Linked DNA regions of Zea mays: region 1 is linked to region 2. A link is a contact called in public Hi-C data. All regions are on one chromosome and are shown on one strand. Each heading gives the region's core, a stretch centred on a gene start, on an enhancer-like site or on the middle of the called end of the contact. The rest is flanking DNA. Distances are from core to core; before and after follow the strand shown. Region 1 holds the start of LOC100283367 (branched-chain-amino-acid aminotransferase). Region 2 holds the start of LOC100192011 (putative cytochrome P450 superfamily protein).

Region 1 (5,672 bases), core at 209-2,708, 140 kb after region 2:
GTGTGTTTTGGTTGGATGTATAAGGAAGGATGGAATGATGCAGCCATAATTTCTATATTGTTTGAATGAGAGTCATGTGAGGACGAGGTGAACACCAAAGTAATTTTTTGTGGCGGCGTGATCCTAAAAAATCGAGGGGACGGTGTCGCTCTCGCCTCATCCTATTTTAACCTATTTTAACGTCAAACCAAACATATCCTAAATGAACTGTTGAGGCTATTGATAAGGTTAGAAAATACTTTTAACGGAGAGACCGGAAGGAAGCTAAAGGCGGGGCATTGAGTGGTGGCATGGGGAAAAGTGTGCAAACTGCTGGAACTTAGAGGATTGGGAATTGGCGAATTGCTAGTCTCCAGGAGATGGCCTGGGCTCTAATAATGCAATTGTTATGGCTAGAACATACTAAACCCAATGGGCCATGGACGCTCTGCCCATAAATGTGCCTGAAAAAGTTACAATTTTTCAGAGAGGAAGTTATGGAACCTAAAACGAAATTAGTTGGAGAATTCGCTGTTTACCTTGAGGCAGAAAAAAGAGCGGTGTTCCTGGCTAGCTGAGTTACTTACTGGTTATCATCTGGGCAGGAACGTGGACATGAGCAATGGCAATCCGGGAGCTGGAGGCGTCCCTGGCCAAGTTGTGCAGCGCCCACAGCAAGTTGCTCTTGCCGTGCTTGAGTTCTTCGGGGACAGCAACGAAAATCTTGTCGTCGACAGCCAAAGGCGGGCTCTCCGCGGCCTCCCTGGTGTTGCTCACCGCCGTTCTTAAGGTGTGCTGGTGCGTGCTCTCCGGTGTCTGTCCTCCCCTCCCTGTCCCGGCGTTAGCCATTTCAGACTTTGCTGCTTCTGCGCAGGAAAGAACGAAAGATTGCAGTCACGCGGCGCGCAGCATGGATTGTAATGCTGCCCTCCAGGACCCGGAATTAAAATGCGAAAGACCCGAACGTTACAAACGAAGGCGAGGTTGTAGCATCATTTAAAAAAACCCGCTGTCGGAAGAAATCACTTTGGTATCTTCGTGAATCGGGACCGGATATTCATGGCATTTGGTAGACTTTTCTGGCTGCGAGGTGAAATTACTGGAGACCTGCATAGACGAAGTACCGTCTGTTGCTCGTTACTGCTCTGCCAGTCGTCGTCTAACACGATTGTTTCGATGCATCGATGTGAAAATGCTCAGCAAACAGCATATTCTGAGGCTGCATTTGCTCGCTGCCGCTTCCTCTGCAGAAACCTTTTGACTTCTTAACAATCACGAGATTCTTCGCCGTGTGTGTCTTTTGTTATCACGGTCTGCCTGAAATTCATCAAAAAACAAGTGGCATCAAAATTGCCCTATGCCACATTTCTCTTGCTAGCCCGGCCCCGATCAGAACTGAAGCCCATGATGGATGAGGGCCCAGTCCCCTGCATGGACCACTTCCTCGGCGTCGGGACTCGGGACTGCGACCCGGCAACAGAAGCACGGAAGCAGGAGACGACCAATAGGCAATAGCAACGCGCCGGCGGCTCGGCGGCGTCGAACGATTCGGGCAATCGACAAGCAGCCCCACCAAACCAGGAAACTGCAAACCTACCCCCGGTCGCCGACTCGCCGACCTCGACTCTCCGCCCAGACTACAAATGGAGCTCTGCACCTGCGCGGCCCGCAGTTCTGCGCCCCCCTCTTCTAGCTGCCGCGCGGCGCCATTCCCGCGAGTTCTCTCCCATCGCGTGAGTTACTTTGCTTAAGATCATGCGGTTTTGGTGGTACGCGGCCGCCCCAATATCATCTGCTCGGCCGGCCAGCCGGTTCTGACGCGACAACGTTAATCCTGCAGATTTGGAGCCGATCGGGATACTGCACTGTCTGCTTTACCCCGTCAAGCCCTGTTGCTAGGAGTCGATTCTCTACTCTAATGACGACTGCACACAAGTATGATGCGACAAGTCTGTATAACTGACCCTCTGTTTTGCTTTGGGAATTGGGACGATGCACCGCCGCTAAGATTAACTAGCAAAAAGGGTATGATTAATCATTTTAGTTTTGCAATGGTGATGCAATTGGAAATTTGCTGCTCAAAACGTTCGCCCTGGTTATTATTAAGAATTTAGGTATTTTCATGTTTAATTTAATCTAAAACATGGCAGTATAATTGTGAAGCCATATGCACACATGTGTAAAATATTATTACTCATAAGTTTAGCAGAGACATATAAAAAAAATACTAACCACAAATTCATGGATCCATTCACATGAATCGATATTGTGTGTTGCTCGAATTATTGGACCACAATCGGTGCAGACAAATATTCCCAGTGTTGTCCCTCATATGTCCACCAAGAAGATTAAGCATCCACCAGAAAGAAGTTGATCTTCTGGTCCGTTCAACAAGCGATCACAGTGACGCTCCTTAAAAAAAACCTGATCGCCAATACTTGAGCAGGTATTGTACATGTAGACGATGGTTCCACAGAGGCCTGTTCTCCCAACACTCTGTGTTTGCAGAGGATTGGAATAGGGAGACTTCGATGCAACTCGACTTTTTAGTGAAGGGTAATCGTGTGTTGTATTTGTCTCGGACTGGTCTTCCAAAGAAAATGATATAATGGCAGGAGTTTCAAGAAAATAGAAAGATGGAGTGATCACCGTAACGTGCGTCTCCATTATTTCATGTTACATGTTCATTACACCTCCATTAGTGTAGCCATTTCCTCCTCCATAGACCAAGTGAAGTGGCATAACAAGTCCACCTACACAACACAATCACACCAAGGTCGCGGCCATGGCACGCCACAACGAGCCCGAAGGCCCCGAGGCCTCCAAACAGCCCCGACAATTTAATATGCGCCTAGAATTTATTTGATATAATTAAAAAAAAATATAATATATCCACATATTAAGTCTAACAATTTGCAACAACCCCCACCAAAACTAGGACACATAAATACTCTCACTTCTCTGTCGTTTGGTTTTACCAATGTTTCAATGGAGATTGTAAAGTTGACATCCACTTAGAATAGAGGTTATACTTCCTCACAACTAAACAATAGACTATCTTTGAATTGACAGTTTTATGTGAAATAAGTTTTACTTAAACTCTTTACTGGTACTAGGTTGCCAAAAGCATCTCCTTTAGTTGGGGCATATAAGTGAAACTTTATGGCTGTTCATGAATATCTAGAGATCACCTAGACAGACTGTTACTAGCAGTCACACCACGCCACGACGAGCCCGAAGGCCCCATGTTCCGGATGTCTACGGCTCTCGCTCTCCTGAACAGTCTCAATGCATTCGAACGCCCCGACACATTTAATACATGTCTAGAATTAGTTCAATTCAATTTAATTTAATATAATATGAGCCATCCCCATATTAAATCTAAGTGAATGACACTCTGGTTATGGGTCTGGTGTTAAATTGGTGAATCCCAACATTTACGGTTGGAACGATAAGGTGGATCCATTCATGATGTATCAGCACTACGTTAAATTACATAAGGTAAAACTAGGTGTGAAAAACAGAGTTCCGAGGACACATGTGGTTTACAATCCATTTTCTATGATGAGGTACACAAATTGACAGCATAGATCATAAGTATGTTAGTCTTATCAAGGAAGGAAATGAAGAATCAACTTAGTGACTAGAGGTTGCTATAGTACCAAGTACTCGCAGTTACAAACAGCTGCATACTTATTATCCCGTTGTTGTTTCGGCTTTATTATGGGTTCATTTGTTCTGGGACTTGTGTTTTTCAGCACAGGGACCCCAGATCTAGTTGACTTCAATTGGGATGATCTTGGGTTTCAACTGATCCCAACGGACTTCATGTATTTAATGAGCTGTTCTTCAGATGGGGTGTTTATGAATGGTAAATTAGTGCCATATGGGTCAATTGAGCTGAATCCAGCAGCCGCCGTGCTGAATTATGGTCAGGTTTGAGAACTCTGCATATCAGTTCGAGTACCATGGTCCTTTTTCAACATTGTGTTGATATGCTCTAATGTGCTTATAAAACTTCCGCAGGGATTGCTTGAAGGTCTACGATCACATAGAAAAGAGGATGGATCAATCCTTCTTTTTCGTCCACATGAAAATGCACGGCGGATGGAAATTGGTGCAGACCGGTTATGCATGCCTGCACCAAGTGTAGAGCAATTCCTAGAAGCTGTGAAACTAACTGTTCTGGCAAACAAGCATTGGGTGAGGGCGTTGCACACCTCTTGTTGAATATGTGATGCATCTCTCATGTCTCACCCACCATGTTCTGCATTACAGGTGCCTCCTTTTGGTAAAGGTTCTTTGTATATCAGACCGCAGCTAATTGGAAGTGGGGCTATGCTTGGTGTGGCACCTGCCCCACAGTACACATTCATTGTGTTTGTTTGCCCAGTTGGGCATTATTTCAAGGTCAATGATCTTACCTTGTTTCTTTTCTGCTTACAATTGGTGTTGTATTTTACTAGATCTGTAAGAACTGTCTTGTTTACTTTCAGGGTGGTCTAGCTCCAATCAGCTTGTTAACTGAGGAAGAATACCACCGTGCTGCACCTGGTGGAACTGGTGATATAAAAACTATTGGGAACTATGCTTCGGTAATGCGCAAATGTGAATTTTCAAAGTATTTCCTGATTCCTCATTCTACTTCAATTTCAGTACCCTATAACAGGGTTAAGAAAATCATAAAGAAATCTAATAATGAACGTTAACCCATCAGGTTGCTGTGTTTTGAATCTGAAACACATTTGGAATTTTAAACCTTTCTCAGCTTGTTCAATTCCAATTTTTTTGCTTTAAACTTGAACCTAGAGCCAGTTCAAGAACACTGTCCTTGATGACACATTTTAATTTTGTGCTTCTACATATGATTTGGCTTTCCACTATTTGTCCTATTTATTTATGTTTGACTGAACCCTCAATTTATATCATGTCAGTGCTGTGCTGTTTAATGCAACCTTCTTGACATTGACTTGATTTCCCTTCTGTATGTAAATGTATTACTTGGTTTCTCTGGTTACAGCTACTACCCTTATAACAAATAAACTTGGATTGTGTAATCCAGCATTTCGTCTTGAGAAATATTAGTACATTTATGTGTGGTTCTTGATAAGTGATGCACGTGTACAGGTTGTCAGTGCTCAGAGAAGATCCAAGGAAAAAGGCCATTCTGATGTTTTATACTTAGATCCACTCCATAATAAGTTTGTTGAGGAAGTTTCTTCTTGTAATATATTCATGGTGAAGGTATGTATGTTAAACTTTGTTTAGGTTGCTCGTCTTTGCAGTTGCATCTAGGACAATAAGGGCATAAAGCAAATTCAACACATCATAAAATTTTGGAGGGAGTTTAATTGTGTAGTCTCAACAGTGAAGTTGCCACTTGATTCTGAGTATATCTGTGTAATCTACTAGTCATGTCTTTGAATCTTTGACAATGATACAGTGATCATTTTGGTGTTCTGTGAGCAAACTGCAAAACGTCCTATGCATGCTATCCTCAACAGTTAGCATTCTATTAAGTTCTCTACAATTATTAACTAAGTTAGCTATCAGGTTCAGAATTTCTAGAAAATGCGTTCATGATACAGTTAGCATTCTATTAAGTTGTCTACAATTATTAACTAAGTTAGCTATTGGCAGGGCCCAAGAGGACCCGCTACAGTGTCACTACAATAACGGTGGCACTGTAGCAC
Region 2 (5,953 bases), core at 200-2,699:
TATAAACTATTTAGAAGCTAAGAGTGCTGGTAGTCTGGTACTATTTACACGGCATTTTAGCTAAAAAAAATTGTCTAAATATGGTGCTAATTAACAGGGGGGGTCTATCAGAGTCTAGGTCGCCGATTGCATTTGCCGCAGTCGCAGGATAGGTCTCCAAGACGATAGGCTGAATGCCCAAAGAAAGACGCATATTCGAGCTCCCTTGAGAGCTGAGACAACGTTGATGGGCGACGAGCAGCATAGCATTGAAAAAGGTGTCGTTTCCAACCAAACTAACCGAACCCACAGCTAGCACACCGGGCTTACCTGCGTGCCGGTCTTCTTGGAGCTAAAATCGAGCTACTAGTACCGCGCTCGGGCAAGGTTGGCTCAGTTGGGTGAGCCAACGGTGCCTGATGAGGAGATCCCTGTTTCGCTGACCTTCCCGTCTTGAAGCCTCTCAGTACAGTAGTGCCTCGTCGTGGCTCCAGCACGGCAGCCCTCAGTTTTCTCGCTTCGTCAAAACTACTCTGACGGCCTTTGTAAAGGCGCTGTCAGACCAGAGCAGACCAACAGTTGGCCAGCTTCATCACCGCCCCGGTCGTCCGCTAGCATGGGGTGGGGGTGGCCACCTGACCTGCCGCTTGTCCATTGCGAGTAGATACGATGCAGCCACCATACATACAGGCGTCATCCCTCGATCACCTGGCACGTCTCGTCTCGTCTCGTCGTGTTCAGCAGCGTCGCCGCGGGTAGTCGCGCGTACGTACGTCTTGGTCAGTCAGACTAGCTAGTAGCTAGGCGGGCATGCTGCGCGCGTACGTACGTGTGTGTTGGATGGCCTGCGCGGCGACGGCGACGATCGGCAGCAAAGCAAGCAGCTAATATAATCGATGACAACACCACCCCTCTCTCGTAGTATATATTCAATGTGCCCGTCGCGTCGCGTGCATTCAAGGGTCTCCCCGCGCAAGTAGGTGAGGAAAGCCGAGGCTCCAGCTGCCCGTCGGGTTTGGAGCGGTCCGCTCGACCAACCAACGACCCCTGACGGCAATTTATGGGTGGGTTAGTTCCGGTCCGGTCCGGCTTCAGTCGACTCCACGCAGCAGCAGCCACTCTGGTACGTGCGGCGCACGGGATGGGATCGATCGTCCATGGATTCATTCTATAACTGCTGCTGCTGCTACTACTAGCTAGGGGCAGCCGTCGGTCAGTGGAGTGTTGTGGGTATTGATTGCCGTCCGTCGACGGCTTCAATCGCTGCCCGTTCCGGTGCGACTGCCCGACTGCTATATAGGCATGCACATAGCCTCGCGCTCTATCGCAACCCTGCACTGCGTGCGCTCCATGTGACTCTCACTTATTTCTCCTGTCAGCGCAGCAGCAGCAGCAGCAGCCTACTACTACTACTACTGCTTTTACCGGCCGGTGGATCGGATCACCAAACCGGAACGACAGCGATGGAGGCCGGGACGTGGGCGGCGGCGGCCGTGGCGGCCGTGGCGCTGTACGTGGCCTGGTTCTGGCGGATGTCGCGCGGGCTCAGCGGGCCGCGGGTGTGGCCGCTGCTCGGCAGCCTGCCGGGGCTCGTGCAGCACGCCGAGGACATGCACGAGTGGATCGCCGCCAACCTGCGCCGCGCGGGGGGCACGTACCAGACCTGCATCTTCGCCGTGCCCGGGGTGGCGCGCCGTGGCGGCCTGGTCACCGTCACGTGCGACCCCCGGAACCTGGAGCACGTCCTCAAGGCGCGCTTCGACAACTACCCCAAGGGCCCCTTCTGGCACGCCGTCTTCAGGGACCTGCTCGGGGACGGCATCTTCAACTCCGACGGCGACACCTGGGTGGCGCAGCGCAAGACGGCCGCGCTCGAGTTCACCACGCGCACGCTCCGCACCGCCATGTCGCGCTGGGTCTCCCGCTCCATCCACGCCCGCCTGCTGCCCATCCTCGCCGACGCGCACGTCGTCGACCTGCAGGACCTCCTGCTCCGCCTCACCTTCGACAACATCTGCGGCCTCGCCTTCGGGAAGGACCCCGAGACGCTCGCCCGGGGCCTCCCCGACAACGCCTTCGCCTCCGCGTTCGACCGCGCCACGGAGGCCACCCTCAACCGCTTCATCTTCCCCGAGTGCGTCTGGCGCTGCAAGAAGTGGCTGGGCCTCGGCATGGAGACCACGCTGGCGCGCAGCGTCCGCCACGTCGACCGCTACCTCTCGGCCGTCATCAAGGCGCGCAAGCTCGAGCTCTCCGCCGCCACGAGGAAGGACCTCCTCTCGGCCACGCCGCACGACGACCTCCTCTCGCGCTTCATGCGCAAGGGGACCTACTCCGACGAGTCGCTGCAGCACGTGGCGCTCAACTTCATCCTCGCCGGCCGCGACACCTCCTCGGTGGCGCTCTCCTGGTTCTTCTGGCTGGTCTCCACGCACCCCGCCGTGGAGCGCAACATCGTGCGCGAGCTGTGCGCCGTCCTGGCCGGGTCCCGCGGCGTCGAGGACCCGGCACTGTGGCTCGCCGCGCCCTTGGACTTCGAGGAGCTCGACCGCCTCGTCTACCTCAAGGCGGCGCTCTCCGAGACGCTCCGCCTGTACCCCTCCGTGCCTGAGGACTCCAAGCACGTCGTCGCCGACGACGTCCTCCCGGACGGCACGTTCGTGCCAGCGGGCTCCTCGGTCACCTACTCCATCTACTCGGCGGGGCGCATGAAGACGGTGTGGGGGGAGGACTGCCTCCAGTTCCGCCCCGAACGCTGGCTGTCGGACGACGGCACCAGGTTCCAGCCCCACGACTCGTACAGGTTCGTGGCGTTCAACGCCGGCCCGCGGATATGCCTGGGCAAGGACCTCGCCTACCTGCAGATGAAGAACATCGCCGGGAGCGTGCTCCTCCGCCACCGCCTAACCGTCGCGCCGGGCCACCGCGTCGAGCAGAAGATGTCGCTCACGCTCTTCATGAAGCACGGGCTCCGCATGGAGGTGCGCCCGCGCGACCTCAGCGTCGTCATCGACGAGCTCCGCGGCGCCGGGGAGTACGACGCGGCGGCAAGAGCCACCGCGGCCTCCGCATAGAGGTTCGTGCAGTGCAGGTCGGGAAGGAAACCAACGGACAGATTGGAAACGTCAAATGAAAAGTTATGTAGATATTGACAGTAAGTAATTAAAGAGTTTGGTGAGGTATATTACTCAATTGGGAACAAAAATGCATGTGTAAAAAGTCCATATCATTTTGATTTGCATTTGAATGGGAGGACGAAGAAAAGCGGGCCGGAGAGCAATAATAACTCTCTCATGTAACCTGACGGGGAGGCGCCAAATTGGTTTCGGCAGCTTGTGTTAATGGGCCGCCAAAACTGTTGTTGTTTGTAAAAACAAAACTCAAGCGATCATTCATTCGATCACTTTTAGCCTTTATTTGGATCCACTAGTTTTTTTAAAAAAAATTTGATTTATAGCTTCTTCCATAAATAATGACTAACCATCCAAAACTGGTTTTAGTTGGAAGTAATCAGTTTTTTGGTTTTTAAGAAACCAGAAAACTAGTTTTTTTTGTTTAGAAACTGGATAAAAGTCGACCTGTTTGGCCTTGTTTGGAAGCCATATAGTTTTTAAGAATCCATTTCTATCTTCGGTTTCTAGAAACTGGTTAATGATGTTTGGATTCATCTTAATTTCTATAAACTAGTTTAGCTAGGAAAGACTAGCTTCTTGGTTTGAAACCGGTATGTTTAGAACCAATCCCGTTTTCATAAACTAGTTTCTTAAAACCCGAGAGCTTTCAAACAGGCCATTAGAGGCCTTATAGCTTTAAAAAAACAGTTTCTAATAAAGAGGGTGGATCCAAACAAGGCTTAGTCTTTCATTGGAACGTTAATTAGCTTTAAATAAAAGTTTAATAGTATTGATTTATATATATACAGAAGGACTCACGTGGTGCAGATAAGAGAATCATCTTAGTCATTGCTTTCTCTCTCCCTAAGATTGCACGCGTTCAAGACGTCGCCGCATAATTGACTTTAGTGTAAGTGACATAATTATATAAGTGTCTCGTATTTATAAGTATTGAATAAAGTGTTATTTAGGCTCTTAAGTTATCATTATTATATTTATTGGTGAGTAGGTGACTTGTTCGTAAATCTTTATGTTTTATAATGCCATTCAAAATATCCCTAATTTTATATCATTATGTGGGACAATAATGGTTTTATAGACTAGCACATGCATCAGTTAATGATCATATTTCATGGATCATTGATGTAGAGATATTAAGTCAATAATATGAATATATGATAGAGTTTATAGTGTTGGATTGATCCATCACGAGACGTTGCTATGATTATTATGTTAAATAAGTGCAATCAAGCGTTATGGAGGGGTATACATGCTAGATCCTTAGACATAATATCGTTATTGTTTCTCGCTATGTGTAGTGATGTATTTTGAGACTATCAAGCACTATTTCGTAACTAGGTAGCTATAAAAGTAGTTTTTATCTATACCGTGAAACATAGGATGATGCGTGGGCAGATCGAGTTGAAATGTGAAAGCCATCCTTTCTATATAATGGGAGATATATCTTCGATCCCTCGATTTGGTCGGATTAAAATATTGCATGATCATGCTAATATAGTTTAAGAGTTAATCATGATGTGGCTAGAGATTAGACATATATTATAATCCACTAAAAATCAAGTGAAATGTTAAGCTATTACAAGGGTGGCACAAATATCGTTCGAGTTCGATAGATTCCTGTGGCAGTTCAGCTGATCTTTTTTTTTACACGTGATTGAATATGTGCTGCTATGAGCCATATTGACTAATAATTTGAAATGGTTTTTGATCATGACCATCTATGCATTACCTCACATGTCACATGCTTAAGGGGCTGTAACACTTGTAATTGTACCTTTAAACATTAGAATAGCTGTTGCTTTCCATCGAATGATCGTTAAAAATGGTGCGATCGCGAACAACCGGCTCGTTCATTCCATTAATGCCGCTGGCCGCACCGTTTTGTCCGATGAGAAAGAGGCCTGCACCACGTGCTGCTCCTGCTTCAACGGCTACTGCCTACTGGTTCGCGGAAAGCTGGTGCAGTGGAGAGGATGGTGCTGATCCTTTGTACAAGTACTAGTATTTCCATTAGTACTCGACGATGAAATGATGGATTGTGCACCGTGATGGGCCGATCACCAATCAGTGCCTCATTCATGGTCATGTGTATCATAATTTGTTGCTTAATATAGTTCGTTGGTTTGCCTGGCAGCACATATCTAGCCATAGTCTTAGGTTGTCTAAAAAAGGAGACTCTATATGGTCTTCTAACTTAAATATAAAGAAGATTGTCTTACGTATAACCTTTAACAATGTCCTCTAAAGCATCCTCTATAACTCTAAGTATAGAAAACACTCACTTTATTTTTATTTATCAATTTTCATACTATAAACAACAGAAAACTAAAACATATATAAGGCATTTAATGATATGACAAACACGAACATAACAAAATTTGAAGCAAAATACATCTCTGGTATAAGTCTTTGATATATAGAGGATGTTGTTGGATAGAAATGATACGTAGAAGACGAAATCTTTTAAAATAATCTCTAAATGATATAATAGATGATGGATATAGAGATTACGATTGGATAAAGCGATGAAGAAATTAAGAGGAGATAAAAGATGTGTTTCATCCCCATAAGTGAGAAAATAATAACATTATTATGTACTGTTTGGTAGAGTTTCAACTAAAACAGTTTTAGTTATGACTTTTTAAAAACATTTTTTGTTTAGCTTTTGTGGTTAGAAAAACGATGTGAAACAAACCCTTCTAATTATTCGAAAGGTGAAATATCCTTTATTTTTCTTTCCCTCGTTTTCTTCATTCATTTTTTGCTGGCTCTTGTTTGTACTTTTCCTTCTCTATCCACCTTACCACATCTCCCACGTGGCCACACTTAGACTATCTTCA

What was found. A called contact is a pair of places that touch in the nucleus more often than the background predicts.
Region 1: a Hi-C map of leaf shows a contact between it and region 2, with 5 times the contacts expected there. The contact joins the promoter of LOC100283367 here to the promoter of LOC100192011 in region 2. A contact is called at or near these places in 2 of 25 Hi-C or Micro-C datasets (both in leaf).

What each region holds. Positions count from the first base shown.
Region 1 is chr2:19,626,399-19,632,070 of Zm-B73-REFERENCE-NAM-5.0, forward strand. LOC100283367 (branched-chain-amino-acid aminotransferase) reads left to right here and starts at 1,459. Exons shown (of 10, transcript NM_001156268.2): 1 at 1,459-1,712; 2 at 1,820-1,914; 3 at 3,738-3,915; 4 at 4,006-4,182; 5 at 4,258-4,389; 6 at 4,476-4,574; 7 at 5,107-5,223. The coding sequence starts at 1,623. LOC103648456 (U-box domain-containing protein 33) reads right to left here and starts at 858. Exons shown (of 8, transcript XM_035965205.1): 1 at 567-858. The coding sequence starts at 828. It also overlaps the pseudogene LOC112935967.
Region 2 is chr2:19,488,579-19,494,531 of Zm-B73-REFERENCE-NAM-5.0, forward strand. It overlaps LOC100192011 (putative cytochrome P450 superfamily protein), which reads left to right and starts at 1,450. Exons shown (of 1, transcript NM_001137435.1): 1 at 1,450-3,260. The coding sequence starts at 1,512. The coding sequence ends at 3,053.